Linked DNA regions of Mus musculus: all the other regions are linked to region 3. Evidence: chromatin contacts called from public HiChIP or PLAC-seq data. All regions are on one chromosome and are shown on one strand. Each heading gives the region's core, a stretch centred on a gene start, on an enhancer-like site or on the middle of the called end of the contact. The rest is flanking DNA. Distances are from core to core; before and after follow the strand shown.

Evidence for each region. HiChIP or PLAC-seq counts read pairs in DNA pulled down with a chosen protein or histone mark.
Region 1: an H3K27ac HiChIP or PLAC-seq map of embryonic stem cells shows a contact between it and region 3, with 8 read pairs. The contact joins two enhancer-like sites. A contact is called at or near these places in 11 of 39 promoter capture datasets (the 3T3-L1 cell line, HPC-7-derived erythroid cells, cranial neural crest and 6 more), 2 of 15 datasets of contacts at CTCF or cohesin (pro-B cells and stem cell-derived epiblast-like cells), 48 of 484 Hi-C or Micro-C datasets (B cells, CD4 T cells, CD8 T cells and 28 more), 10 of 115 datasets of contacts at active chromatin or transcription factors (the 230-238 cell line, cardiomyocytes, effector CD8 T cells and 3 more) and 2 of 9 other capture datasets (adipose tissue and liver).
Region 2: an H3K4me3 HiChIP or PLAC-seq map of embryonic stem cells shows a contact between it and region 3, with 20 read pairs. The contact joins the promoter of Trmt61a here to the enhancer-like site in region 3. A contact is called at or near these places in 4 of 39 promoter capture datasets (cranial neural crest, embryonic stem cells, hematopoietic stem and progenitor cells and 1 more), 8 of 115 datasets of contacts at active chromatin or transcription factors (the 230-238 cell line, the SCID.adh cell line, embryonic stem cells and 2 more) and 3 of 9 other capture datasets (adipose tissue, liver and pancreatic islet).

Annotation. Positions count from the first base shown.
Region 1 is chr12:111,657,654-111,662,466 of GRCm38.p6, reverse strand. No RefSeq gene overlaps it. Among named protein-coding and RNA genes, the nearest start is that of Ckb, 12 kb to the left of the region's middle. Within about 2 kb of position 1,611, at least 9 of the 459 cell types and tissues checked have an H3K27ac peak or open chromatin away from gene starts, as enhancers often do. A contact at or near this core is called in embryonic stem cells, where this site is marked.
Region 2 is chr12:111,675,977-111,680,641 of GRCm38.p6, reverse strand. It overlaps Trmt61a (tRNA methyltransferase 61A), which reads right to left and starts at 2,537. Exons shown (of 4, transcript NM_001099793.1): 1 at 2,481-2,537; 2 at 1,680-2,039. The coding sequence starts at 2,010.
Region 3 is chr12:111,548,076-111,552,983 of GRCm38.p6, reverse strand. No RefSeq gene overlaps it. Among named protein-coding and RNA genes, the nearest start is that of Snora28, 9.6 kb to the right of the region's middle. Within about 2 kb of position 2,108, at least 11 of the 459 cell types and tissues checked have an H3K27ac peak or open chromatin away from gene starts, as enhancers often do. A contact at or near this core is called in embryonic stem cells, where this site is marked.

The DNA.
Region 1 (4,813 bases), core at 362-2,861, 110 kb before region 3:
TAAGAAATTAGTGATGATTAAGAAGAGACCAGCATCCAGGCTGGGTGGTGGTGGCACACACTTGGGAGGCAGAGGCAGGCAGATTTCTGGTTTCGAGGCCAACCTGGTCTACAAAGTGAGTTCCAGGACAGCCAGGGCTATACAGAGAAACCCTGTCTCGAAAAACCGAAGAGAGAGAGAGAGAGAGAGAGAGAGAGAGACAGACTAGCATCATCGAGGTGAAATCTTCTGGGAAGAATTTTCTGAGAGCACAAAGAAACTGTGATCCAGAGACAGCCAAGGTTGTACCTCGAGCAGCTGTACTTGGTTATGTGTAAGATACCCAGGTATCTAAGTTACCCAGGTAACTGAGTCACCCAGGTAACTAAGACACAAACCCACCCCTAAATAAAACAAGGTAGGAAGGTAACGACTGCTCTTACCCAGCTGTGTCCCTTGTGAGCCAGAGGAATGGGCAGCTGACAAGGTGTACCTATGGTGGCAACAATGGCACAAACATTGCTTGAGATATTCTTTTTGTTCTTTGTTTGTTTTTGTTTTTCTAGACAGGGTTTCTCTGTGTAGCTCTGGCTGTCCTCGAACTCAGAAATCTGCCTGCTTCTGCCTCCCAAGTGCTGGGATTAAAGGCGTGTGCCACCACGCCCGGCTGAGATATTCTTAAAATTAAGCCAGGTGTGGTGGTGGCGCATGCTTTCAATTCCAGCACTCAGAAGGCAGAGGCAGGAAGATTTGAGTTTGAAGCAAACATGTTCAACATAATAAAACTGTCTCAAAAGAAAAGGCAAGCCGGGCGTGGTGGCGCACGCCTTTGATCCCAGCACTTGGGAGGCAGAGGCAGGTGGATTTCTGAGTTCGAGGCAAGCCTGGTCTACAGAGCGAGTTCCAGGACAGCCAGGACTACACAGAGAGAAACCCTGTCTTGAAAAACCAAAAAAAAAAAAAAAAAAAAAAAAAAAAAGGCAAACCGTAACAACAAAATTGCCAAAAGTACAGGCAGGCTAGTGGAAGGCAAAGTGATAGTCCCGTCTCATACCCTGGATCTACTCCCAGCCTAACCTCTGGGTCTCCACTCACTCTGTCCTACAGGAAGGGCTCTGATGGCTGGAAATCAATATATTAGATGGGTTAACTGCCTGTCTGGAGAGGTGCAGCCACAGGGGAGGGTGGGAGTTGGGTAGGGGCAAGGACTCAGGTCTCAGCCACCAAGGATGCCCTGCCCTTTCCAGACAGAACTTTGTCAATGTAAGAAGGAACCAAATTGAAGCCATTTTTAATAAAACTTCCATTTTGAACAGGGGTCAAATAAAGGTTAAGTTCCCAAGACCTCCGGGGGAACTGACACTCCAGCTGGACAGTTGAGATGTTACTGATGCTCTGCAGGTCACCACACCACAGTTGAATAACGCAACCAATGGGAACAGGGTAAGTGTTCCACCAAGACATGTTCCTAAGAAGTCCCATGCACTTAGACCTGATTGGTGGCATAACTTGGCATAGACATTTAGGATTTCAGGCCTAAAACCTGTACCACTCTGGCTCTGGGTTGGAGTTCAGCTCTGGAGTCTTTTCTGTGGCCCTGATTGATAAGTAGCTGCCTGAATACAATAGCCTTTGTCATCTGCTTAACTACTTTGATGAGCATTCAAAGATGCACTCAGTTCCCAAGTCTGTGTTGCTGTCCCTGACTGGTCAGGTTTTGCTGCCTAATTCAAATGAGAATCTTGCTTTCCTGGACTCTTGGGCCTGCTTAGGGTGTTTGGTTGGTTTTCTGGACCCCAAGGGTTAGCACTTCTGTACACACCCATTCCACACTAGAGACTGGCTCAGGCCGGTCCCTGGTACGAAGGAAAAGGAGATGAAACTTTTCTTCTCTATAGGACTTATATTGTGTAGTGGGCCCAGACTGGGTAGGTTTGTAAATAAAGCCCACAGTCAACTGTGAACTGTCATTGTGCTGGCTGCTGTCTGAGGAGCACCAGCAGCCTCCCACTTGCCTATAACTTTGTGCTGGGCTCAGTACCTCCCCCCTGATCCCTCTCTGAAGGATCTGTTGTCCTGCTGTCCTGAAAGTTGCTATGCAGACTCTCCCCCATTGTTCCCCTCCAAGTGATGAGCTTCACTTCTCTTACCAAGTCTGTGCTGGCTGGCAGTGTGCTCTCCTGGAACATTGTGTCAGGGCTCTTTCAGAGTGGCCATGATGGGTGGGCTAGCTGTCTGTCCTCTGCTGTCTGCCCAGCAGGCCCAAGACAGGTATTACTGCTGTCTCCTTAATTTCTTTGCTTTGTTGAGACAGAGCCCTGGCTGTCCTGGCACTCACTCTGTTTACCAGGCTGGCCTCAAACTCACAGAGATCCACCTGCCTCTGCCTCAAATGCTGGGATTAAGGGTATGTGCCAACACACCAGGCTGTGTCATTATGACTTCCGGAGGAGGTAGGTGGGGAGGCTAGACCCATCAGTGTTCACAGACTGGAGTCTGGACTCAGTGTATATTGCTCAGTGGTACTAGCACGTTTAAGGCCTTTAGTTCAATCCCAGAAAAACACTCCCTCTCCCCTATCTTCTCTAATTAAAAAAAAAAAAAGTTTCCCCAGACATGGTGGTACACTCTAACAGTATCAGCAGAGGGTACATGAGATACTCTAGACTGTCAGACCTACCCAAAGCATACACCTCAACCATTAGGCTACTCTGTCTAACCTATCATCCACCCACCCTCTGTAACCTTGACAAGGTGGGTCTTGCTATGGTCTTTTTTCCTTTCCTTTTCTTTTTTTAAAGATTTTAAAATTTCATTTATATGAGCACACTGTCGCTCTCTTCAGATACACCAGAAGCATAAATCCCATTACAGGTGGTTGTGAGCCACCGTGTGGTTGCTGGGAATTGAACTCTGGACCTCTGGAAGAGCAAGCAGCCAGTGCTTGTAACTGTTGAGTCATCTCTCCAGCCCTGGACAACTGTCTTTAAGAGCAGTACTCTCTGGTGTAAGAGTCCTGAGCCAGATGTCCTGAGAGACTACTGACTTTAGTCCTTCTGCCCTGCCACCTGAGGACAGAGATCACAGATTTGTACCACCACACCTGGCCTAATTCTGAACTGGTCCTGCTTCAGAATGGTGCTCGCTCCCCGGGCCTTCCCCCGCACAAGACCCTTTAATACATCAACCAAACGTGGTGCCTTTGCTGGAACTGGCTTCTGGTCTCCCTGCAGAGTGCTTGTGCTCCACCGCAGTGAGCTAACAAGCAAATTGGCGGTCTCCTTGTTGGCCTCAGACTGACTTTTGTAAGGTGGACTAGCATTTCCAGAGATGCAAAAGAGGTCTTAGGAGCCTGGCACAATTTTCTCTGGTAAGAAAGTTTGCATTAACCCTATTCTTAGGACCACACTGCCTGCCAGGTTTCTTAGTTAATTTGAGATACTCCCAGGAAGTAGACAAGAAAAAAAAAAAAGTGGTGTTGTCTAGGTCCGAAATCATTTTCAATTTTCATGCTTTATTTTGGACTCTAAAGAAAGGACATGGGTCCCATTTGTGATGGGAATGTTCGTGTTTTGACCTAAAATGTTGCCACTGAAATCAACATCATTTAGTAGGTCTTCTAGCCAGGCACAGTATTCCACACATGTTCAATCCCAGCACTCGGGAGGCAGAGGCCGGTGAATCTCTTGAGTTTGAACCAGCCTGATCTACAGAGGAAGTTCCAGGACAGCCAGGGCTTCATACAGAAATCCTTTCTTAAAAAACAACAAATAGGGGCTGGAGCGAGCAGAGGTCCTGAGTTCAATTCCCAGCAACCACATGATGGCTCACAACCATCTGCACAGCTACAGTGTACTCATATACATAAAATAAATAAATCTTAAGAAAAAAAAAAAAGACCAACAAATTGGGGCTGGAGAGATGGCTCAGTAGTTAAGAGCACTGACTGCTCTTTCAAAGGTCCTGAGTTCAAATCCCAGCAACCACATGGTGGCTCACAACCACCCATAATGAGATCTGACTCTCTCTTCTGGTGTGTCTTAAGACAACTACAGTATACTTAGATATAATAATAAATAAACAAAACAAAACCCAACAAATTAATAAACCTTCTAAATGCAACCAGTTCAAGAATCCGGTGGCTGTCTATACTTCTTAGAGGCAGTTATTCATTTGACCATAACTTGAAATGCATCCAAATGGCAAACAAAACAAAACCCACGAGAGTGTTTGCATTCATACAGAAAGTGGCCATGCTGATCAGGGCACATGGCAGGCTTCTAGCACCCCACTGGCTTAGAGAATATAGAGCCGGAGAAGCAGTTAGCAAGAGCCAGTTCTTTTTTCCTTTGTTTTGGCTCTGTCTGGCTTGTAACTTGTTATGTTGGCCAGGCTGGCCTCAACTCAGACATCTACCCACCCCTGCCTCCCAAGTGCTGAGATTAGAGTTGTGCCCCACCACACCCAGCATGAGCCCTTTTTGACAGACATCTGCATGGGTTCTGTGGGCCATCCCCTGACTGGATTTCTAGAGGATTCTTTGAGACAGAGCCTCACTAGGTAGTCTTGGTTGTTCAAGACCTACAGAGATCCGCCTACTGTGGTCTCCAAGTGCTTCGATGAAAGGCATGTTTAGGCATACCCGGTTTAGGGCAGGATTGGACCAACAGCTGGTCATAAGTCCTAAAGAAGAGCGCAGCAGCTCTGCCTTGATAAGGAAAGTTATATATGGCTGGCTGTCTAGCAAAGATACAGTGGCCTAGAGCATCCATGTGCATAATCTACATGCAGAGCTCAAGAGAAGCCCATGCATACCTGGACAGTACCCATTCTT
Region 2 (4,665 bases), core at 1,288-3,787, 130 kb before region 3:
GGCTGGAGTTGATGGGCTGTGTAGTACTGGCACAGGCAAGGACAGGGCAGCCCTACTCAGCACACACAGAACAAACGGGAAGCACAGACTCAGTGGGGCAGACATGGGGGTGGAGGGTGAGTCTGGGCAGAGCTAATGCTGGGCCTACACTATCCTGGGACCTAATCCCGTCTACACTGCAGTGAGCCCATGGGTCTTGCCTCAGTTGTCTATCTTACTTCCCCCATTAGCTCCTTGACTCAATCCTCTCCACAACACCAGCTCTGCTAAATCCATCTCCATAATAGAAAGCCAACTGCACCACCCTTCTCACAATGTCATCAGTCTGTCAAAAACAGACTTTCCAGGCAGGGGTGGCGCACGCCTTTAATCCCAGCACTTGGGAGGTGAGGTAAAGGCAGGTGGATCTCTGAGTTCGAGGCCAGCCTGATCTACAGAGTGAGTTCCAGGACAGCCAGGGCTACACAGACAAACCCTGACTTGAAAAAGAAAAAAAGCAAACCTCAGCTCAGCTCTTCCTTAGAGGGAGGGCTACCCCTCCTCACCTGACGTCATGGACTCCAGGACCAGGGCTAGCTCTGTCACCACTCATCCTTCTTCTTTTTTTCTTTTCTTTTCTTTTTTTTTTTTTTTTTTTTTTTGGTTTTTCGAGACAGGGTCTCTCTGTGTAGCCCTGGCTGTCCTGGAACTCACTCTGTAGACCAGGAAATCCGCCTGTCTCTGCCTCTCAAGTGCTGGGATTAAAGGTTTGCACCACCACTGCCTGGCTTCTTCTACTCATCCTTATAGCTGCTCCCTCCACAGCTCCAAGTACCCAGGCTTGGTGACCACTTCCAGCAAGGTTCCTCACCAAAGCACTGGTTCCAACCTCCTGCCTGTCCTGTCTTTCAGAGGGCGGAGAAGGGACCGGGTACCACATGGGAGCACAGGATTGTGTTGCCCGAAACAGGGCAAAGGCCTGAGACAGGATAGCATATCCCCTAATGCAAGGTACAAAAGGAGAGCTGTCAGAGCTGACCTGCTATCCGCTCTCTCGCTTCAGAGGGAAAGAATAGAAAGCCAGCAACAACCGGGAGAATGGGAACTCTTGTGACTCTGGACCTCAGCCTCTTAGCCCACAAGAAACACACCACCAAGGATCTAGCCATCTGATCCCCGGGGTCATTCTTGGCAGAGGTGTATGCCTAGATTGCTGCATCCAGTGGCCTCAGTACCTAAGGGTGGGCATGTGAGAGACAGCTAGCTCAGACCCTTCTAGCTACCACCTGGCCTCGTATCAGTGACAGTGCTAATCTTCGATGGAACTAGGGAAGGGCCTGGCTGTAAGTGTGGGACAGACTTCTCTCTGCAATGAGCTCTGGAGTATCCAGCCTCCCTCCAGGAAGGGGCAGCTGGCCTAGAAAAAAAGCAGTCAGCACCTTGGCCAGCATCAAGCAATCCCAGCTCCGACCTCATAGGGCACCTCCTCCTCTTTCTTCTCCAACCCAGGTTAGCTCCCATCAGCTGCCATTTCGATGACAGCAGCTAGTACTGCTTCTGGCTTCACTCCCTGCAGCCACACCCTCCCTTGCAAGCGGAGTTGCTAAATAAAAGCTAGAAGAACCAAGTAGTTCAGCGCACAACTGCAGGAAGGATCGGCTGCAAACCGTCTTATCTGAGCTCATACCAGAGGAGCTCACCTGATTCACAGACCACAGAACCGGGACGCAGCTCCAGCATCATGGTGATCAAGGCAATGTCGGTGGAGTAGAGGATCTGCGTGCGGTGGGGCAGGTTCACTGTCCAGAGCTCAGGAGTGGGGTGCAGCACATACACCCAGCCGCCTCTGCTGCAAATCACCTTGGAGCCAAATGGGCGGCCAATGAGGTCCACCGAGTGCCTCAGGACGCCATGCCGGGTCTGGGTCTGTGCCCCACGCTGCACACGCACTGCTACCATCGAGCCGTGCCCCAGTGACAGGATGGCTGTGTCGCCTTCCTTGATCAGCTCCTCGTATGCCACGAAACTCATGGTGTTAACGTTTGCCAAGGGTCAGGGACCTGGAGAAGTGGTGTGTGGACGTGAGGTCAGAGGACCAGGAGGCAGGATGAAGATCTGTGGTCTGGACAGAGAGGTCTGTGGGGCCTGGGTTCTGAGCAGGGTTAGCGGACTTGCTTAGCCAACCCAACAGAGCTGCACTCTAGCCTAACATATGGAGCCCTTCTGGAGGTCTCTATTCTCGGAGTACACAAGAGAGTGCACAGCGACAGGAGCCCAAGGATTCCCACACATGAAGAACCAGAATCCCCTAGTGTGAAGGCGGCAGCCTCTGATAGCGTGCACAGCAGGGGAGAGAAGCCACCTCCGAGCCCGGAATCCCCGTAGCCCCTTGCCCAGAGTCTCCACGGAGGGCTCCCGACGGCAGGGAAGGCTGGCCTCCCGCCGAACAGCACGGGACCTGCCAGCAAGCCCGGAGCGCCGCTCCCAGCTCGGAAACTCACGCAGCATAAACCGGCTCCCGGCTCCACACGTGGCTCCACGGCGGCCGTAGCACTTCCGGTGCTTTTTGATGACGTCAAACCAACGCAGGGCTCTCTGGGAGTCGCCGCGCTGTCCTTTGCGTGCTCCCAGAGGACCTTTTCTGGCTGGCGTCTCTTCGGCTGTGTTCTTCTGTGCAGGCTTGCACGTTGCCTAAGAGATCCGAGCGCTGTGCGAAATAAAAGTCCCCTGCTCGCCCGCGGCCTGTCCGCGCGCGGCCTTTTAGGGCTGCCCGGTGCACGAAGTGTCTGCCCGCGGGATACGCATGACCCTAAAGAGCACTTTGACAACTATGTAACCCCAGGACCTCCCTACTATGGCCCACCAGGACATTTTTGTCATTGCAAACAGCTCTGAAACACCCTGTCTGGGCTCCAGAATAAATGCCATAAAGTGGAAACGCAGGCAAAGGGATGAGGGTTAGCTCAAAGACTTTGGCTAGGGCTGGGCCGAGTAAAAGGAGTAGAGTTAGTCTGGAGTATTCTGCAAAAGTGGCCCTAGGCCAGGTCCTGCCTGAGGGGGAGGGCACAAAGCGTCCCTTTCCAGGATCCCTGGCATCTTGAGAGCCTATGAAGTGAAGGAAGATTCTTCCTCCGGGTGTGCAGTGGAGAGGGGAGTAGGCAGGCATGGGGCAGAGAGAGTGGAGAGCCTTCCTGCACACCTCAGCTGGTAGAAAAGAAGAGAAGGAAACGTTAGCTATGCAGAACCAGCAGCAGTGACCAGCTTAAGGCTGCACTCTCCATGAAGAGACTTTGACCCAGCCTGCCTTTTCTAGAATCCCGCCAGCCTATAGGGATCCTCTGGGGCCAGGCTAGGCCAACCTGTGATGTCCTTGCCCTAGAAACTCAGGTGCCTGACTTCAGACCTCCTCAAATTTCTGCCCTGATTGACCTTAGTATGATAGCCCTGGAAGGACAGACAGTGAGGGTTTTTCTTGGTCGCCCATGTCTTCAGCTGAGACATCCCAGCCATATCCACAGCCCCACAACCCTTTTCTTTCTTTTTTTCGTCTTTATTGAATAATTTATTTACATTTCAAATGTTTTCCCCTTTCCAGGACTTCCCTTCAGAAACTCCTTATCCCATCCTCCCTGCCCCCACAACCCCTGTTCTAACAGGGTACTTCATTCCCTTGGTGGTGCACAGCCCAATACACATCCTAATTGCCCCTCTGGAGAGTTAGACTTTTCACTTCTCCTGGGAGGTTCCTCTTCCTCAGCTTCTCGGTGGCATGGAGACCAGGCCTGATTACATCCCCACCCAACCTATGAGTTCAACGGGGGGGGGGGGGGGGGCTTGGTTCCACTTGCCCACTGCTGGCTTCTCAGTTCTTCCTGTGTACCTCTTCTACAGTCCATCTTCTCAGAACTAGTCATCTGTTATGCCCAGCCTCAGCCTGGAGTCTTCAAGCAGAACCAGCAGCTTAAGACCCTAGCTGGTGAGGTGAGGGTGGGGAGATTTCCCAGCGCAGTTTATGCACTGAGTTCTAATAAGAACAGATGCTTCATGTGGCCAGTTCACTCTCATGTCATTGAATCCTCTTCCTTACAATTTTATGACCACTTTACAGATGGGGAACAGAAAGCTAATTTGTGTAACATCATACCGACAACATGGTTCATGCAGGGCTATATTTTGTCTTTCAGACAGCCTCCCTATATAGCCTTGGCTGCCTGGAACTCACTATGTAGATCAGGCTGGTCTCAGACCCAAGAGATCTGCCTGCTCTGCCTAACAAATACTGTGCTTAAAGGTGTGCTCCACCCTGGCCTGAGGGATTCCAGTTCAAAGCCTAGAGTCAGAGAACTGATAGCGCTCTTGGGCAAGAACAGGGGCAGCCAGCCCCAGAGGAAAAGAAGCTGAAGATGTCTTTGGGGGAGGCTGCTCCACCTGCACCTCTGGCAGGGCCTAAGTTGCCAAGAGTCCCCCTTTGACTGGCACAGCCTCCTGCTGCACTGTCTGCAGCCCTCACCTCTCTTCTGACCCCTGTCAACTTCCCCTTTGCCCTCCATGAGCAAGGGAGCAGAGAGGAAGAGATACACCTTGGCCACAGACTGTGGCTAGCCTCTGGCGAACCTGGAGCCCATGGCCCTATCTGTTCTCCATTTGCCCTGCTGGACTGGACCCTGCTCTATGATTAAAAAACTC
Region 3 (4,908 bases), core at 859-3,358:
ACAAATGAAACACAGAGCAGGGAAGAGATCCTTCTGTACTGTTAAACCAAATTAACGAGCTGAAAACTGCTTTTTATTATTATTATTAATTTTTGAACTTTTTTAAAGATAGAATCTCATTACATATCCCTGGCTGGCCTGGAACTTGTGGAGCAAGTGGACCGTGCCACCAGACAGAAGAACTGGTAAGTTGAGCAGGCTCAGATTCCAGGGAATCTCAGAATTGAGAATGGCAGGAGTGGAGCCAGATCCCTGCCAAACTACCTGATCTGGAACATGTAACCAAGACAATCCAGTGAGAGGCCGGTGGCAATCAGTCGCCATAGTATAAAAACCTGGAGTTCTCCATGCTAATGAGGTAGCCAATAGGTCCAGTGTTCAGCCAATGAGCTTCCCGTCCTGGGCATCCCTTCCCACAAAATGTATGTAATCCCTGGTTCACCCTCAGGAAGGTGTATGCATTCACATCCGCCATCAAATAAAAGTTTGGACCACAAGGTCCGTCTCTTCTTCATGGATCACTTCCCGCAAATCTCCTAGAGGAGGCCTTTTCTCTTCCTGCCCCAAGTACTCTTGGCACTCACTCAAAAACCAGGTTCTGCCCCCCCCAACCCCCCACCCCCGTCCCGTCCTGTCCTGTCCCGTCCCAGGCTCAGCCATTCCCTTCCTGCTTGGCTTGTATTTGCCCTAAGGGGAAGTTTAAACCTTGATCCTCCCACTTTCCCTCCTTCCCAACTGGAAACACTGAATGAGGATCCCCATCATGGACTGTGTTCTGCCTCTCCTGAGCAGCTTGTCAGTACTGCTTGGGCACCCCAGCAGAAGACAGACAGGAACTCTCTATGTAGACCAGGTTGGCCCTGAACTCAGAGATCTGCCTGCCTCTACCTTCTAGTGTTAGAACTAAAATGTATGTGACCATGCCTCACTTAGCTTTTAAATTTCTGTGGGTTTTGTTTGTTTGAGACAGTCTTACTAAGTAACTCTGGCTGTCCTGGAACTCATTATGTGTAGACCACGCTGGTCTCAAAGTCACAGAAATCCACTTGCCTCTGCCTCCCAAGTACTAGAATTAAATGTGTGTGCCACGCTGCCCTGCGCAGCTTTGTGTTTTATTTTTACTTTATTTTTTAATTTTGTTTTGTTTATAAGGAAGTCACACTATGGTGCCCATGCCAGTACCAAGTTCCTGGGACCCTCCAGCACCTTCAAGTTACAGGCACAGGTCACTGTCCTGAGTTTTCATCTTTCCAGCCTGGCATATTACTATTAGTACACTGTTTTAGCTAAGGCTCTTGCTACTAAGCTTTTTGGCTTGAGTTCAGTTCCTCAGACCCATGTACTAGAAGAACACTCTTAAAAGTTGTTCTCTGATTTCCCCCACATTAAAAAATAGAATGCAGGGGCTGGAGAGATAGCTCAGTGGTTAAGAGCACTTCTGCTTTTCCAGAGGACCTGGGTTCAAATCCCAGAACCCACATGGCAGCTCCAACTGTCCAAGATCTGACACTCTCACACCGACATACATGCAGGTAAGACACCAATGCCTATGGAAAGAGGAGGAGGAGGAAGAGGAGGAAAGAAAGAAATAGAATGTTAGCTAGGCCTCGTGATGTACTCTCCAGTACTTGTGGAGGGGAAGAAGCCTCATAGCTCACGGTCCTGGAGGCTGGGAAGTCCAAATGCTTACTGAAGGCAAAGGGCCTTTTGGACGGTGCAGGACATCACAAGGACAGCAGAGGGAGGAACTGCTAACTTGAGTCTCTCCCTCTTTTCATGAAGCAGTTCATACCACCAGGAGGGGCCTTCATGGACCTCTCGAAGGCCACCCCTCCAGACACCACTGACACAGGAGCTTCAGGATCTTTCTCCACATGTGGAGAGCAGCACACGTCCTCAGCTGTGCTGTCTGGGACAAGCAGCTGGGCTCTGTTGCCTGCACTGCTGTTCAGCCTTCTTTTGCTCCAGACCCAGTTTAAAACAGTCTTCCTGAACCCAGAGAATGGAAGGGTTGGGTCCTCATTCCCAAGTGCTAAATCTGCTGCCTTCAAACACTAGTGCAGCCCAGGAAGCAGCGCTGTACTACTTCCTCCTAGTGGTAGAAGGCCCCAGGTACAAAACTCTACCTTTTACTTCAGCAGGCCTCACTCAGAAAGGTCAGATCCATAAGAATATGGAGGGGAGTACAACTTGAAGCCAAAGAAGGGGTGGGGTGTGTGCAGAGTACCACCAACAGTGAAAAAACACTTCTTTGAAGGAAATCCCAGGGAACCTTCAAGTGACCATTTCCCAGATACATTTCCTCAAATTCAAGCTGTGCTGGTTCACGTTGTTATTTAGCCAACTGAATTATCTCGGGAGAGGAAGCCTTAGTTAATACTACCTCTAGCCAGGCAGTGGTGCTGCACCCCTTTAAATCCCAGCACTTGGGAGGCAGAGGCAGGCAGATTTCTGAGTTCAAGGCCAGCCTGGTCTACAGAGTGAGTTCCAGGATAGGCAGGACTGCACAGAGAAACCCTGTCTCGAAAAACCAAAAATAAACAAATAAATGGAACTCCCTCTATCAGATTGGTCTGTGGGGCGTTTCCCAGCCTTCTGATGACAATGAGATCCCTGGATAGTTAGTCTTGGGAGGGGTAAGAAAGCAAATTGAAGCAGCCTTGGGGAATCAGCCAGTGAGCAGCATTTCTCCATGGCCTGTTTCAGTTTCCAACTTCAGGTTCCTGCCTTGAATTCCTTACATGCTAAATTGCAATTGGAACATATAAACTGAAATAAATATTTTCTCTCCAAGTTGCTTTTTGTAATGGTGTGATTTGTTCTGTTCTGTTGTGGGTTTTTGTTTTGCTTTGCTTTTATATCTGTCTTGTACAAATTGGCATTGACAGTTACTTCTGTGAGGGACTAAAAGCCTGAGTGCTTTATTTCATTTCTGAGCATGTTGTTCACCCATTGATAGCAGCTGATGTCCTACTGTTTTCTATTGCTGTGGTAAAATACACTGATCAAGAGTTGGAGATGGCGGGGCTGGTGAGATGGCTCAGTGGGTAAGAGCACCCGACTGCTCTTCCAAAGGTCCAGAGTTCAAATCCCAGCAACCACATGGTGGCTCACAACCATCCGTAACGAGATCTGACTCCCTCTTCTGGAGTGTGTGAAGACAGCTACAGTGTATTTACATAAAATAATAAATAAATCTTTAAAAAAAAAAAAAAAAAGAGTTGGAGATGGCTCAGTGGTAAGAGGGTGTGGTATTCTTCCAAAGGACCAGAGTTCAGTTCCCAGAACCTATAACAAGTGCTTCACACCTGCTCTCTGCAGCCACCTGCACATGCATACATATAATTTTTTTTCTTCCCCGAGACAGGGTTTCTCTGTACAGCCCTGGCTGTCCTGGAACTCACTTTGCAGACCAGGCTGGCCTCTGCCTCCCAAGTGCTGGGATTAAAAGCGTATGCCATCATGCCCGGCTTATACATATAAATTTTAAACAAACTTTTTCTTTTCTTTTGGAGACAGGGTCTTTTTTATGTGTCCCTGAACTCAACTCTGTAGCCTAGGCTGGCCTAGAATGCAAAGACCCAAATCAGCTTCTTGAGTGCTGGGATTAAAAGTGTCACCATGGTTAGCTAAAATTAAAAATTTTTGACTGTATATTTGTCTTTGTGCACATGAGTATGGTGCCTATGGAGGCCAGAGAAGGGCAGCAGATCCCTTGGAACTAGTTACAGGTGGCTCTGAGAACTTAACTCCAGTCTTCTGCAAAAGTCTGCTTTTGTTTTTAAAGATTTACTTAATTTACATGAGTACACTATAGTTGTCCTTGGACACACCAGAAGAGGTCGTCAGATCTCATGGATGGTTGAGAGCCACCATGTGGTTGCTGGGGATTGAACTCGGGACCTTTGCAAGAGCAGTCTTACCTGCTGAGCCATCTCTTCAGCCCCCTGCTTTTGTTTTTTGAGACAGAGATCTCTTTACATAACCCTGTTTGTCTTATGTTGTATGTTGCACCAACAGAGACTAGGCTGTTTTCAAATTCACAAAATCACCTGCCTCTTACCTCCATGCCTGGCCAAGATATATCTATTTTATGTAGAGAGGTTTGGCTGCACTTATGTGTGTAAACCATAATGTATGAGGACAGAGAGGGTGTTGGAACCCCATTATGGATGCTTGTGAGCTATCACATAGGTGCTGGGAATAGAACCTGCAGCTAGCCCTCATTTGATCAGGAACTCACTCAACTCCAAGCTGCTCAGCAAAAGGCTGATGATCTAGCTTAACACTCAGGGTGAGCCCCTACCTGGTATAGTTCTCTTTTTGTTACAGCAGCCTGGCAAATCACTCTAGCTTTCTGCAGAGCTAAAGCCTCTTTGGGATTTGGCTCCTTTTCTACTTCTCAGCACCTGAGAAGGCAGTGCAGGGCCCAGAAGCCCCTTCTGAATTGCTGTAACCAGGCTTCTGCTCTAGCCTTGGTCCGTTAGGTCTCCATGGCCATAGGAAGCACTAGTCATCCCAACCCAAAGTCCACAGTATACAATTTCTCCACAGAACTCATGGAGTTGAGCCCATCTTGCAATTTTATGTATAGTGGCTGTTACATTTGATTTTTTCCTAGTGGTATGTAGTAGCATTTTATTCTTTGACTAGGTCTTGCTTCACATAGGCCAGGTGTGGTGACATACATCTGTAATAGCATCTTAAGGGTGGTCAGAATTTAGAGATGGCTCAGAGAACAGACTGCTGGGGCTGGCGAGGTGGCTCAGTGGTTAAGAGCACTGTTCTTCCGAAGGTCCCAAGTTCAAATCCCAGCAACCACATCGTGGCTCACAACCATCCCTAACGAAATCTGATGTCCTCTTCTAGAGTATCTAAGGACAGCTAGTGTACTTACATATAATAAAT